Regions from separate parts of the Xenopus laevis genome. Here region 1 is linked to region 2. Evidence: chromatin contacts called from public Hi-C data. All regions are on one chromosome and are shown on one strand. Each heading gives the region's core, a stretch centred on a gene start, on an enhancer-like site or on the middle of the called end of the contact. The rest is flanking DNA. Distances are from core to core; before and after follow the strand shown.

Region 1 (6,328 bases), core at 842-3,341, 77 kb before region 2:
AATGGTGTAAACTCAGGGAATTCTAATATGCATTATATATTGGTGGGGCCACAAAAAATAGTATAACATATGGAAAAACTTAAAATGAAGGTATGTAAAATGGAGGCTTCACTGTCTGTATCCAGCTGCAACTAGAGGGAATAACATTCTAAAAAGTGCTGTCCTGACAAACATGGAGTTTGTGTCACTAATATAATGACAATGCTATACATGTGCAACAATTACTACTTTATATATTTATAGAAAAGCTGTTGTATATGGGAAATAGTAATTTGTGTAATATATTTTTTTTCTTGCCCCGCCTGGAAATTTTCCTGCGGACACCCTTGCATCACACACATATAAAACGTTATAGCTAACAATTCTCTCTATACTATATATTAATCCCATAGTCACAAGCCCTTCCCCAGTGTTCTTATCCTCACAGCTACAGGCACCATTGCCCTACTGTTATTCTCATGGCTGCTATGGCATCATCTCTCCCTACTATACCTGCTATCCCACAGTCACACTCCCTTCCCAGAGACTATTACCCCACTGTTACTATAGGCACCATCTCTCCCTACTATGCCTGCTATCCCACAGTCACACTCCCTTCCCAGAGACTATTATCCCACTGTTACTATAGGCACCATCTCTCCCTACTATGCCTGCTATCCCACAGTCACACTCCCTTCCCAGAGACTATTATCCCACTGTTACTATAGGCACCATCTCTCCCTACTATACCTGCTATCCCACAGTCACACTCCCTTCCCAGAGACTATTACCCCACTGTTACTATAGGCACCATCTCTCCCTACTATGCCTGCTATCCCACAGTCACACTCCCTTCCCAGAGACTATTATCCCACTGTTACTATAGGCAACATCTCTCCCTACTATACCTGCTATCCCACAGTCACACTCCCTTCCCAGAGACTATTATCCACTGTTACTATAGGCACCATCTCTCCCTACTATACCTGCTATCCCGCAGTCACAGTCCCTTCCCAGAGACTTTTATCCCACTGTTACTATAGGCACCATCTCTCCCTACTATACCTGCTATCCCACAGTCACAGTCCCTTCCCAGAGACTGTTATCCCACTGTTACTATAGACACCATCTCTCCCTACTATATCTGCTATCCCACAGTCACAGTCCCTTCCCAGAGACTATTATCCCACTGTTACTATAGGCACCATCTCTCCGTACTATACCTGCTATCCCACAGTCACAGTCCCTTTCAGGAGACTATTATCCCACTGTTACTATAGACACCATCTCTCCCTACTATACCTGCTATCCCACAGTCACATTCCCTTCCCAGAGACTATTATCCCACTGTTACTATAGGCACCATCTCTCCCTACTATACCTGCTATCCCACAATCACACTCCCTTCCCAGAGACTATTATCCCACTGTTACTATAGACACCATCTCTCCCTACTATACCTGCTATCCCACAGTCACACTCCCTTCCCAGAGACAATTATTTCACTGTTACAATAGACACCATCTCTCCCTACTATACCTGCTATCCCACAGTCAAACTCCATTCCCAGTGACTATTATCCCACTGCTACTATAGGCACCATCTCTCCCTACTATACCTGCTTTTACAATCACAATTCCTTCCCAGAACTGCTACAGGTATCATCTCACTATTCTAATCCACAATCCTGACTGAAACAATAGGCACTACTGCTCTGACTGGAAGATCAAGAGAAGTGTATGTAGTATATTCAGTGGCATACTTACAAGGTGACCAGACCTCTGTCCATTTATAAACTTTGATGAGGGTCTGAGGACTCTGGATAACTAGACTTTCACACACTCTTAGTCAACGGCAGATTTGCATGGACCTGGGCAGTCACCCTTTCTGCATTGACACCCCCTGGGTGCTGCCGGCATATTACAGTTCTGTACATATTTTCTCCCTGCATAAAAACATCAGTTCTCTGACATTTGGCTAGGAAGCTCAATACTAAGCAGGATTGCTAGAAAGTAGAATTATTATTATTTACAGTATGTTTTACTTGGCTCTGACCTGTTAGTGGCAGTAGAAACCAGAGCATGCGGTGAATGCATTGCGCACCCCATCCCACTTAGAAATAGCACACAGTTTGGAAAGGCCTGGGCTATGTCTGCCCACATGAGACATGTTTCATTAATCTGTGATACTGGAATCACAAGGCATTGCTCTGAGAGTGAAATGGTTAACAGCAACACACAAACAAACACAAGTCTGATATCTGACAGTTGTTCCTGTCGTTCCCAGAACAGGCCATATTTCCTCTCCTGCTGCCAAACCTGAGTTCAGTGGAAGAGGGAGGGTAGTAATGAGTAATGATACAGAGGAAAGCATGAATAGTTAGTCTCGGGCCCTCCAGATGTTGTTGAACTACATCTTTACAGCCTGCAGGTTGCACATCCCGTCTCAGGATGTTTGGATGGAAGTGTGGTTATGGGGTCCATGGAAATGAGGTGAGCAACAAGCAAATACTCATTATGAAAGATGGAATGAGACTGAGGGCTGAATCATAGACAGGTATCCAATGCTGAGAGAGTGGCTAGTGATTGAAGCATAGCAAATATGTGCAACAAATGGAGTGCAAATTCAAATGGAGTGCAAATTCACAGAATCAACGTGTATCTTGCTATGGTTGCACCAACGACGTAACTACAGAAGAAGCAGTCCCTGCAGCTGCAGGGGGCCCCCAGGAAGTGTAGGAGCCCCAAAAGCAGTAAAATATGGTGCCAACATAATCAGGGCTGATCCTATCAAATGTGGGGCCCAATTGGGACCATGTTGGCGGGGCCCCTAGACAAAGTGTTGCTGGCTACTGACACACCAAGTATTTAGGAAAATAAGGGCATACAGGCACAAAATAGAAAGAAAAGGGGCAGACAAGGTAAGAGAGTAAGAGGGATGAAATAGGGGCACACAGGGTAAGAGAGAGAGGGAGGAAATAGGAGAGTGGACTGGGCCAATTAGTTTGGGGCAGGCTGGGCCAATTCAGCTTGGGAGCAGGCTTGTTGGATTGGGGGCAGGCAGGGCCTATCAAGGTTGGAGGAAAGCTGGGCCTATGAGAGTTGGGGGCTCACTAGACCTATGGATTTGGGTTGATAGGCTGGCTTATCAGAGTTGGGGGTGGGCTGGACCTATGGATTTGGGGATGGGCTGGACTCTCAAAGTTGGGGGCAGGCCAGGCAGCATCATGTGCTGAGGGAAATATTATCTGTGCTGCCCTGTGGTGCGGGGCCCCCAGAGGTGCGGGGCCCTATTGGGCCCAATTGGTCCAATAGGCCTAAGGCCGGCCCTGAACATAATATTTACTGTCCTACATCTCTCTTTGCAAATTGCCCATGTAGCTGCACTGTACAGTCCAATTTCCGAAAAGAAATCTCTGCCACTTAAGAAACGGTGGCAATTTCATTACATATTTACTGCAAAGTGCCTAGTATGTTTGAGGGTGCATAGAGGAATCCAAATACATCAGCAACGCAGCTACTAAAAGGGAGGGTGGGCTCTGGGCTGCTGTAAATATTTTATAGTGCCCCACACGGTGTACAAAGGGTACGTCTTAGCCATTTTGGTACCTGCAACATTATTAAAAGGTATGGGACCTGTTATCCAGAATGCTCGTGACCTGGGGTTTTCCAGGTAATGGATCTTTCCGTAATTTGGATCTTCATACCTTAGGCCTACTAGAAAATCATATAAACATTCAATAAACCCAATAGGCTGCTTTTGCTTCCAATAAGGATTAATTATATCAGCAAATAGTATGGATCAGTCTAGTATAGTGGTTTGCAAACTAAAGCTGGCCACAGACGCAAAGATCCCCATCTCCCGACCTGCCACTAACCATTCAGATCAAATAAAGTACAAAAGAACAGATCAGCCGATGTTCTGCCCCTGACACCAATCGTACGAAAGTTATGTCCGACAAAGCTAGTGAAAATCGTATAATCGGCAATACACGCAGAGATATTATCGTCAGCCGACAGAAAACTTTTAAAGGAAAACTATACCCCCAAAATGAACACTTAAGCAACAGATAGTTCATATCATATTAAGTTACCAAACTGGAATATATATTTAAGTAAATATTGCCCTTTTACATCTCTTGCCTTGAGCCACCATTTCGTGATGGTCTCTGTGCTGCCTCAGAGATCACCTGACCAGAAATACTTCAACTCTAACTGTAACAGGAAGAAGTGTGGAAGCAAAAGACACAACTCTGTCTGTTAATTGGCTCATGTGACCTAACATGTATGGTTTGTTGGTATGTTTGTGAGTACAGTGAATCCTACGATCCCAGGGGGCGGCCCTTATTTTTTAAAATGGCAATTTTCTATTTATGATTACCCAATGGCACATACTGCTAGAAAATTATATTATTATGAAAATGGTTTATTTACATGAAGCAGGATTTTACATATGAGCTGTTTTATGCAATATCTTTTTATAGAGACCTACATTGTTTGGGGGGTATAGTTTTCCTTTAACCTGTCTGATCGACCAAACTACCGATCTCCGCCGGAAGAAAAATGTCAGGACTCTCCACACACGCTCCTGAAAATCGTACGAATCCTCTATTCGTACGATTAGATCTTTGCATCTATGACCAGCTTTTGAGCTGTCCCCCTGGGGGGGTTGCAATTAATAAGCATTTATATCGGATGTGGCCCACATCGGAGCTCATCCGGTTTGTATGTCCTCCTGGCAAGACGCTGCTCTCGCGAGATGTCGGCCACTCCATGCCAATACTGTTCCATTAGCAAAAAGAATTCCTGCATACCTCGCCACTGTTCCAGACCTCCATGGAGAACCAATTTAATTTCATAAAAACTTCTTTATTGAAACACACTAAGTGGTACAAATATTGTGCAGTGGGTGCGCTGAACTTATGCGTTTCTTGCCTAAACACTCAGTACTTCCTCAGAATCTCAGAGACTCTGAGGAAGTGCTGAGTGTTTATGCAAGAAACGAATAAGTCCAGTGCACCCACTGCATAATATTTGTACCACTTAGTGTGTCTCAATAAAGCAGTTTTTTGTGGATTGCATTTAAGCCAGATACACATTATGTTATATTTACTGTCTCTCCCAGTCTTCTGACCTAAGAAACTGATGCTTTGGGGGGCTTCACTATGTGCACAGGGCTGAACGGTTGGTTGGCACCCAGCATTTCAATTATACGTGATGGCAATGTTATTAAGGGGCAAGACATACAACAAAGGTAAGAATGCTTTCTCCACAAAAGATGGCAAACATACCAGGCAGTTAGTGTTTATGCAAATGTGAGTTCGGTGACAGTTTAGGACAGGCAAAGGGAGGTGAGGGGGGATACACACCAGGACATTGGGCAAGATATTCTTACAAACACTGTGTTCCTGTTGCTGTTTTTCATCTTTAGTTGAGGAGGGAGAGAATTTCACCTGTCAGCAGATTCTTCATCCTCCCTCCCCTTACATCCCCTATTAGAGCGTCACCTCCTCTCTCACCCCCTGCTGTTTGGTCACAAGACCCTCAGGTGACAATGTTTTAGGATATGCTGGTGGGATAAGATATTGACCCCCTGCCCTTACCAAATTGTTTAAAGGGTAGCAGAGTCCCAAACCCCTCCTTTACCAAGCTACTGGGCAGGGGTGGGAAAGCTTCCCATTTCATTCAACAGAGGAAATAAGTTCAGATTTGGGTGGGGGTGGAAGGGCAGGAAGGAAAGGGGGGGATCAGCAGAAGGGGCAAGAGAGAGAGACTGGACTGTCAGTGAGAAGAGCACAGCTACAAAAGACAGCTGCCTGACAGTTGCACTGACCAGAGAACACACACTGGACACAGGTAAGGTACAGATATGGCTGGTGAGGGGGGTATGGGAAGGAATGTAAAGCAAAACAGTAGAAGAAGGTTTAGAGGAACTGAGGCAATGGTGCACAATATATTCCTCTGGATTAGAGATGTACAGCTCCAACCTGTTTGGCTGCAAATGTTGTTGAATTGTAACTCCCAGTACTCCTGTAAAGACTCTGGCTAAGGGAGGCTGAGATTTACCTTTTTACAACAGCAGTAGAGTATAAGGTTAGTATTACAACGAAGCTAATGCCAAAATAATGTGTGTTTTCATATGAAAGCCTGAGTGATCATTTTACATAAATAATAATCCATAATGCACTTTTTTAGTCAGTATTGTTTTTATCCTTTTTGTACTTTCCTGCCTTGGTTCAAGGCCACCACATACTTGTTTCCCAGATTGCAGTACAGCGTTGGCAGTATCAGTGTGCACCAGACTTGAGATAACTGGATATTAGGGTCAGTGCGGCAGTTAGAAAAATAAG
Region 2 (6,129 bases), core at 309-2,808:
AGCAGCTTGTTTATATAAACTATAGTAGTACTTATCTGTTATCTACTGTGTATCCTGTGCTTGAATGGCTGCCCCCATGGCTAGACAGCAGCTTGTTTATATAAACTATAGTAGTACTTATCTGTTATCTACTGTGTATCCTGTGCTTGAATGGCTGCCCCCATGGCTACACAGCAGCTTGTTTATATAAACTATAGTAGTACTTATCTGTTATCTACTGTGTATCCTGTGCTTGAATGGCTGACCCCATGGCGACACAGCAGCTTGTTTATATAAACTATAGTAGTACTTATCTGTTATCTACTGAGTATCCTGTGCTTGAATGGCTGACCCCATGGCGACACAGCAGCTTCTTTATATAAACTATAGTAGTACTTATCTGTTATCTACTGTGTATCCTGTGCTTGATTGGCTGCCCCCATTGCTACACAGCAGCTTGTTAAATAAACTATAGTAGTACTTATCTGTTATCTACTGGGTATCCTGTGCTTGAATGGGTGACCCCATGGCTACACAGCAGCTTGTTTATATAAACTATAGTAGTACTTATCTGTTATCTACTGGGTATCCTGTGCTTGAATGGGTGATCCCATGGCTACACAGCAGCTTGTTTATATAAACTATAGTAGTACTTATCTGTTATCTACTGGGTATCCTGTGCTTGAATGGCTGACCCCATGGCTGGACAGCAGCTTGTTTATATAAACTATAGTAGTACTTATCTGTTATCTACTGTGTATCCTGTGCTTGAATGGCTGACCCCATGGCTGGACAGCAGCTTGTTTATATAAACTATAGTAGTACTTATCTGTTATCTACTGTGTATCCTGTGCTTGAATGGCTGCCCCCATGGCTAGACAGCAGCTTCTTTATATAAACTATAGTAGTACTTATCTGTTATCTACTGTGTATCCTGTGCTTGAATGGCTGCCCCCATGGCTAGACAGCAGCTTCTTTATATAAACTATAGTAGTACTTATCTGTTATCTACTGTGTATCCTGTGCTTGAATGGCTGACCCCATGGCTGGACAGCAGCTTGTTTATATAAACTATAGTAGTACTTATCTGTTATCTACTGTGTATCCTGTGCTTGAATGGCTGCCCCCATGGCTAGACAGCAGCTTCTTTATATAAACTATAGTAGTACTTATCTGTTATCTACTGGGTATCCTGTGCTTGAATGGCTGACCCCATGGCGACACAGCAGCTTATTTACATGAACTATAGTAATGTTACTGAAGCAAACACACGTCTGTTTTAAGTTAGAAATACAATATGTACTGTGCTAATGACAAGGTCCAAGCATTGCAGCATTGATGTTACACTATGGAAATGTTACACAGAAAATCAGAGGCACAAATGAGATACAAATATCCAGTGACACAGTAACTGCCCCAAAGTCTAGAGCAGAGGTTAAAGCCTGTACTAAACCTACATTACAAGTTGTCAGCCACGAGGATTAATAGTTGCAGCCGGTCCTGTGAAATGTTCGCTGCCTGTAGAATCCATTCTCGCTCCTGCCTGTTTGAATGTTCCGCTCAGTAATGGGTAATGCGCAATGGAGCGGTCACATGGTATGTGACGTCACGGAGGTCCCTTCCGAGGAAAGGAACAGCCGCTACCAAACTTGCAGCGACTGTTGCTGTTCCAGTTGGGATCGCGCTGCTTTAGTGGAAACAATGTCTCCCCGGGCTCACGCGTGGGCTACTTACTGTACAACTATAGTGCTGTCAGGGCTAGTGAGCTGCTTGGCTGCTGAGCTGCCGGTTCTGAAGGGCCGTCCCTTCGTGTCAGTATGGAATGCCCCCACCAGCCCGTGCCTGGATAGATTTGGGGTGACCCTTGACCTGAGCACTTTTGACATAGTGCTGAACCAGAACCACACGTTCCAGGGCTCGGAGGTGGTGATCTTCTACAGCTCCCAGTTGGGTCTCTACCCTTACTATGATCAGAGCCTGTCCCCTGTCAATGGGGGGCTGCCCCAGAATAACAGCCTCAAGGATCACCTGGACAAGGCCTTCATGGACCTGCTGGAAACCATCTCTGACCCGGCCTTTACTGGGGTCGCCGTGGTGGACTGGGAGAGCTGGCGGCCGCTGTGGGCGCGCAACTGGGATAAGATGAGGGTGTACCAGCAGAGTTCCCAAGATCTGGTGAAGGAGATCTACCCGGACTTACCCCCAGATGAAGTGTTAGAGTTGGCCAAGGCTGAGTTTGAAACGGCCGCCCGAAAAATAATGCAGTCCACCCTGGAACTGGGGCGAGAGCTAAGGCCCAATGGGCTCTGGGGATTTTATGGCTTCCCAGGTTGCTATAATTATGGCTACAAGAACTTTGGGCAGAATTACACAGGCAAATGTCCCATAGATGAAATACATAGAAATGACAACCTGACTTGGTTGTGGGAGGCCAGCCAGGCTCTGTACCCCGATATCTACCTGGAACAAGCGCTGAAGATGTCGGAAAACGTTGGGCCGTATGTGAAGTACAGGGTGCTGGAAGGAATTAGGGTGGCCAAGGACCTTCCTGTTCTGCCCTATGCACGTATAGTCTATACCTACAGCATGGACTTCCTTACCCAGGTAACACTCAGAAGCTCCATTGTGGGCTCCAGAGAGGAAGGGAGGGGTGCTTTGTCTTTTGGATTGCGCCGCTTATAGTAATAAGGCAAGAGTTATACACCAGCCATATAGAAGAAACCCCTTGCAAAAGTGGCCCCTGCACAGGTAGAGCATAGATAAAATAAGATAGAACTTAGCTTTCAGTCTAAACACTTGGGTGCTAAGGTTGGTGGTTACCAGTACCTTATGTTCCTATATCACCTGAACTTGGCATCTATCCCTCTCACTGACTAATCCTTATGTTATTACTGGGTTCTTATGCCCCTACTTCTGAGGATGTATCCAAAATAGTGAAGAAGACTCATGTCTTTCTTTACATTTTGATCTCACTCAGGATGACTTAGAATACTCGCATACACCAGCTATATCAGCTGTGGGGCTACCGTAAAGGGGTTGTTCGCCTTTAAATTAATTTTAGTATGACATAGAGAGTGATAGTCTGAGACAATTTGCAATTAGTTGTCGTTTTTGAGTTATTTAGCTTTTTATTCAGAAGCTTTCCAGTTTGCAATTTCAGCAATCTGGTTGCTGGGCTCCAAATTACCCTAGCAACCATGCACTGATATGAATGAGACTGGGGTATGAATACGAGAGGGCCTGAATAGAAAGATGATAACAATGCATTTGTAGCCTTACAGAGTAAATGTTTTTTAGCTGATGGGGTCAGTGACCCCGTTTGAAAGCTGGAAAGAGTCTGAAGTAGAAGGCAAATAATTAAAAGCTATAAAAAAAGAAAAAATTAAGGCCAATTGAAATGTTGCTTAAAATTAGCCAATCTATAACTTACTAAAAGTTAACTTAAAGGTGAAAACCCCCTTTAAGATGTCTCTATATGAACCCCTGTTACCCTTTAAAGGTTTTACTTTATACTTTACGTTATAACTTATAGGTTTTTACTTCCCTTATACAATATATTAGAACACTACATTTTTCAATAAACAGAGGTTCCCAAACCATAGAATGAGGGGGGGGGGGGCAATGCTGAAGCCAATAAGGGTGAAACTTGGGTCTTGGATATCAGAAGAGACATACTACGCTACTACTAGTATTCCCCACCATGTCAAGGGTTCAAGCCATGCTGGGAGCCTCAGTCCAGCAGCCAATGTATTCTTAAAGGAACACTCTTCGGCAGGTCCGGACTGAGAATTAAAATAGGCCCTGGCATTTCAGGTACACAGAGGCCAATCAGTCCACACAGAGGCCCAAACAGTAAATACTGACTTTCTATGGCACCTTATAGCAGCCCCTCTGGCATTTGCCAGAACTCACAGATTGCCAGTCCGGGCCTGCTCTTCGGTAAAGGTTTTTCCAAGGCCAGAGGTACAACTGGTGCAAGAGTATCTGCCAATGAGAAGCCTAGCCTGTTTACAATTTTTCTCTCTTCTTGATGTCACATGATCATGACGACAGCATTAAACAAGTTGCTCTATCTCTGAATACCTATACTTTATCATTGGGCAGATTAAGTACAGTGATCAGTTTTACCAGTGCAAGGCAACACTACATGACATTTTCATTACTTTAAAACACTTTCATTTTTTTGGTGTTACTGTTCTTTTAACTCAACAGAAATCTTTGCCTCGGTGTAGTTAAAGGAAGTTAAGTTCAGTTTTTTTTGCTGTCCCTTTAAATACAGACAGTGTTGTCTACTGTTGGTTGTGCATTTTAGGAGGATCTCATCCAGACAATAGGACAGAGCGCAGCCCTTGGTGCAGCTGGCGTCATCTTGTGGGGTAACGCAGACTACAGCAGGAGCAAGGTGAGAAATACAGTATATACTGCTTTGTAAAAATGCTTCTTCCTCTATATCTGTCTATGTCTGTGATTGTAGGACTGAGTTCTATGTCCAAAGATTTCAGTAATGTATGTTATCTTGTACCTCTCCCTTTCTGCATCATTGTGGGTAAAGGGCAAGTAATCACTGTGTTCTACTGTGTGTTCATTTGCAGGAGTCGTGTCTAGCAGTGAATTCCTACATCGATGAAACTCTGGGTCACTATCTGGTGAATGTCAGCAGTAGCGCCACCCTGTGCAGTAAAGCTGTGTGTGCAGGCAATGGGCGCTGTGTGAGGAGAGACCCCTCATCAGATTCGTATCTGCACCTGCACCCAGACAGTTTCAGGATCAAGAGGCACCCGCAGGGCAGAGGCTTTGTTGTGTCTGGGCAGGCCAGCAAGTGGGACATTGTGTATTTTGTGGAACACTTTCACTGTCGCTGTTATCCCGGTTGGGATGGGGAGGATTGCACACGGAGGATAATATTGTGACACTGCCAGAACTTAATGCACATGAAACTAAACATGGATCCTTCACATGAAACTAAACATGGATTGCCTTCGTACAGCCTAGTGCAACTCACCAACCTCTCTCTTACATTTCTGGACAGTCTGGATAGTCCATAGGATGGGCAGGATTTTGCACTGTGGAACATATGGGGGTGGGGGGTGTTATTAAAGGGATGGTTCACCTTTAAGTTATTTTTTAGTATGTTATAGAATGGCTTATTCTAAGCCTCTTTGCCTCCTCTGACTCTGCAGCTTTTAAATGGGGGCCACTGACCCTATCGAAAAAACAAATGCTCTGTAAGGGTAGAGACACACGTGGAGATTCAGGGAGATTAGTCGCCCGACAAATCAGCTTTTCTTCGGGCAACTAATCGCCCTGAACTGCCTTCCTGCCGGCTCTAATCTAAATCCCCAGCAGGATGGCACTCGGAGCGCTTCGTTTTACGAAGTTGCCTCACGAGGAAACTTCGGTCGATTTCTGAAAACGAAGCGATACCAGTGCCATCCTGCCTAATCTCCCTGAAAAAGTGGGGGGAAAAAACTCCTTCCTGACTCCAAAATCGGACTAGTCCCCGGATCGACTTGTACTATGAGCTATCTCCCATAACCCTGTATTCCCTCACTTGCTAAAAAGCTATCCAACCCCTTCTTAAATCTATCTAATGTATCAGCCTGTACAACTGATTCAGAGAGAGAATTCCACATCTTCACAGCTCTCACTGTAATAAACCCCTTCCAAATATTTAGATGGAACCTCCTTTCTTTGGAATGGGTGACCTTGCGTCAGCTGGAAGGACCTACTGATAAATTAAGCATTAGAGAGATTATTATATATTTATACATAGTTATCATATCACCCCTTAAACATAATAAATGAAAACCAATTGCAAATATAGAAACTACTTCCTCATTCCAATTAACTGCTTTTTGGGGAGTGATCAGATAACAAGATAAACCCCTTGCATAATATTCCTCTGCTTATCTGAAAGCTGCAGCAAAGGGAGAGGGGGTTAATACAGAACTCATTATCTCTATTTAAATGAAGTCTTTACTCACTGTCACTCCTGGGAGGCAGATATAGGAAGAAACTGTGGTCCAGACACAACTCTCCCAACTCACTTGCCTGCTCCAGGTAGCGGTGAAGTCGCTTCCCACAGGCTATGTAGTATCATCCAGCAGAGAGGACAAACAAGGTGGCACCCAGGAACAGGGAATCCCTCTT

What was found. Hi-C and Micro-C count contacts between places; a contact is called where the count stands out from the background.
Region 1: a contact with region 2 is called in a Hi-C map of the XL177 cell line, with 4 times the contacts expected there. The contact joins the enhancer-like site here to the promoter of hyal1.L in region 2.

Annotation. Positions count from the first base shown.
Region 1 is chr4L:126,082,549-126,088,876 of Xenopus_laevis_v10.1, reverse strand. No RefSeq gene overlaps it. Among protein-coding and RNA genes, the nearest start is that of hyal2.L, 15 kb to the right of the region's middle. Within about 2 kb of position 2,091, at least 1 of the 7 cell types and tissues checked has an H3K27ac peak or open chromatin away from gene starts, as enhancers often do.
Region 2 is chr4L:126,005,604-126,011,732 of Xenopus_laevis_v10.1, reverse strand. It overlaps hyal1.L (hyaluronidase-1), which reads left to right and starts at 1,558. Exons shown (of 3, transcript XM_018258969.2): 1 at 1,558-2,583; 2 at 4,292-4,381; 3 at 4,572-5,230. The coding sequence starts at 1,573. The coding sequence ends at 4,889.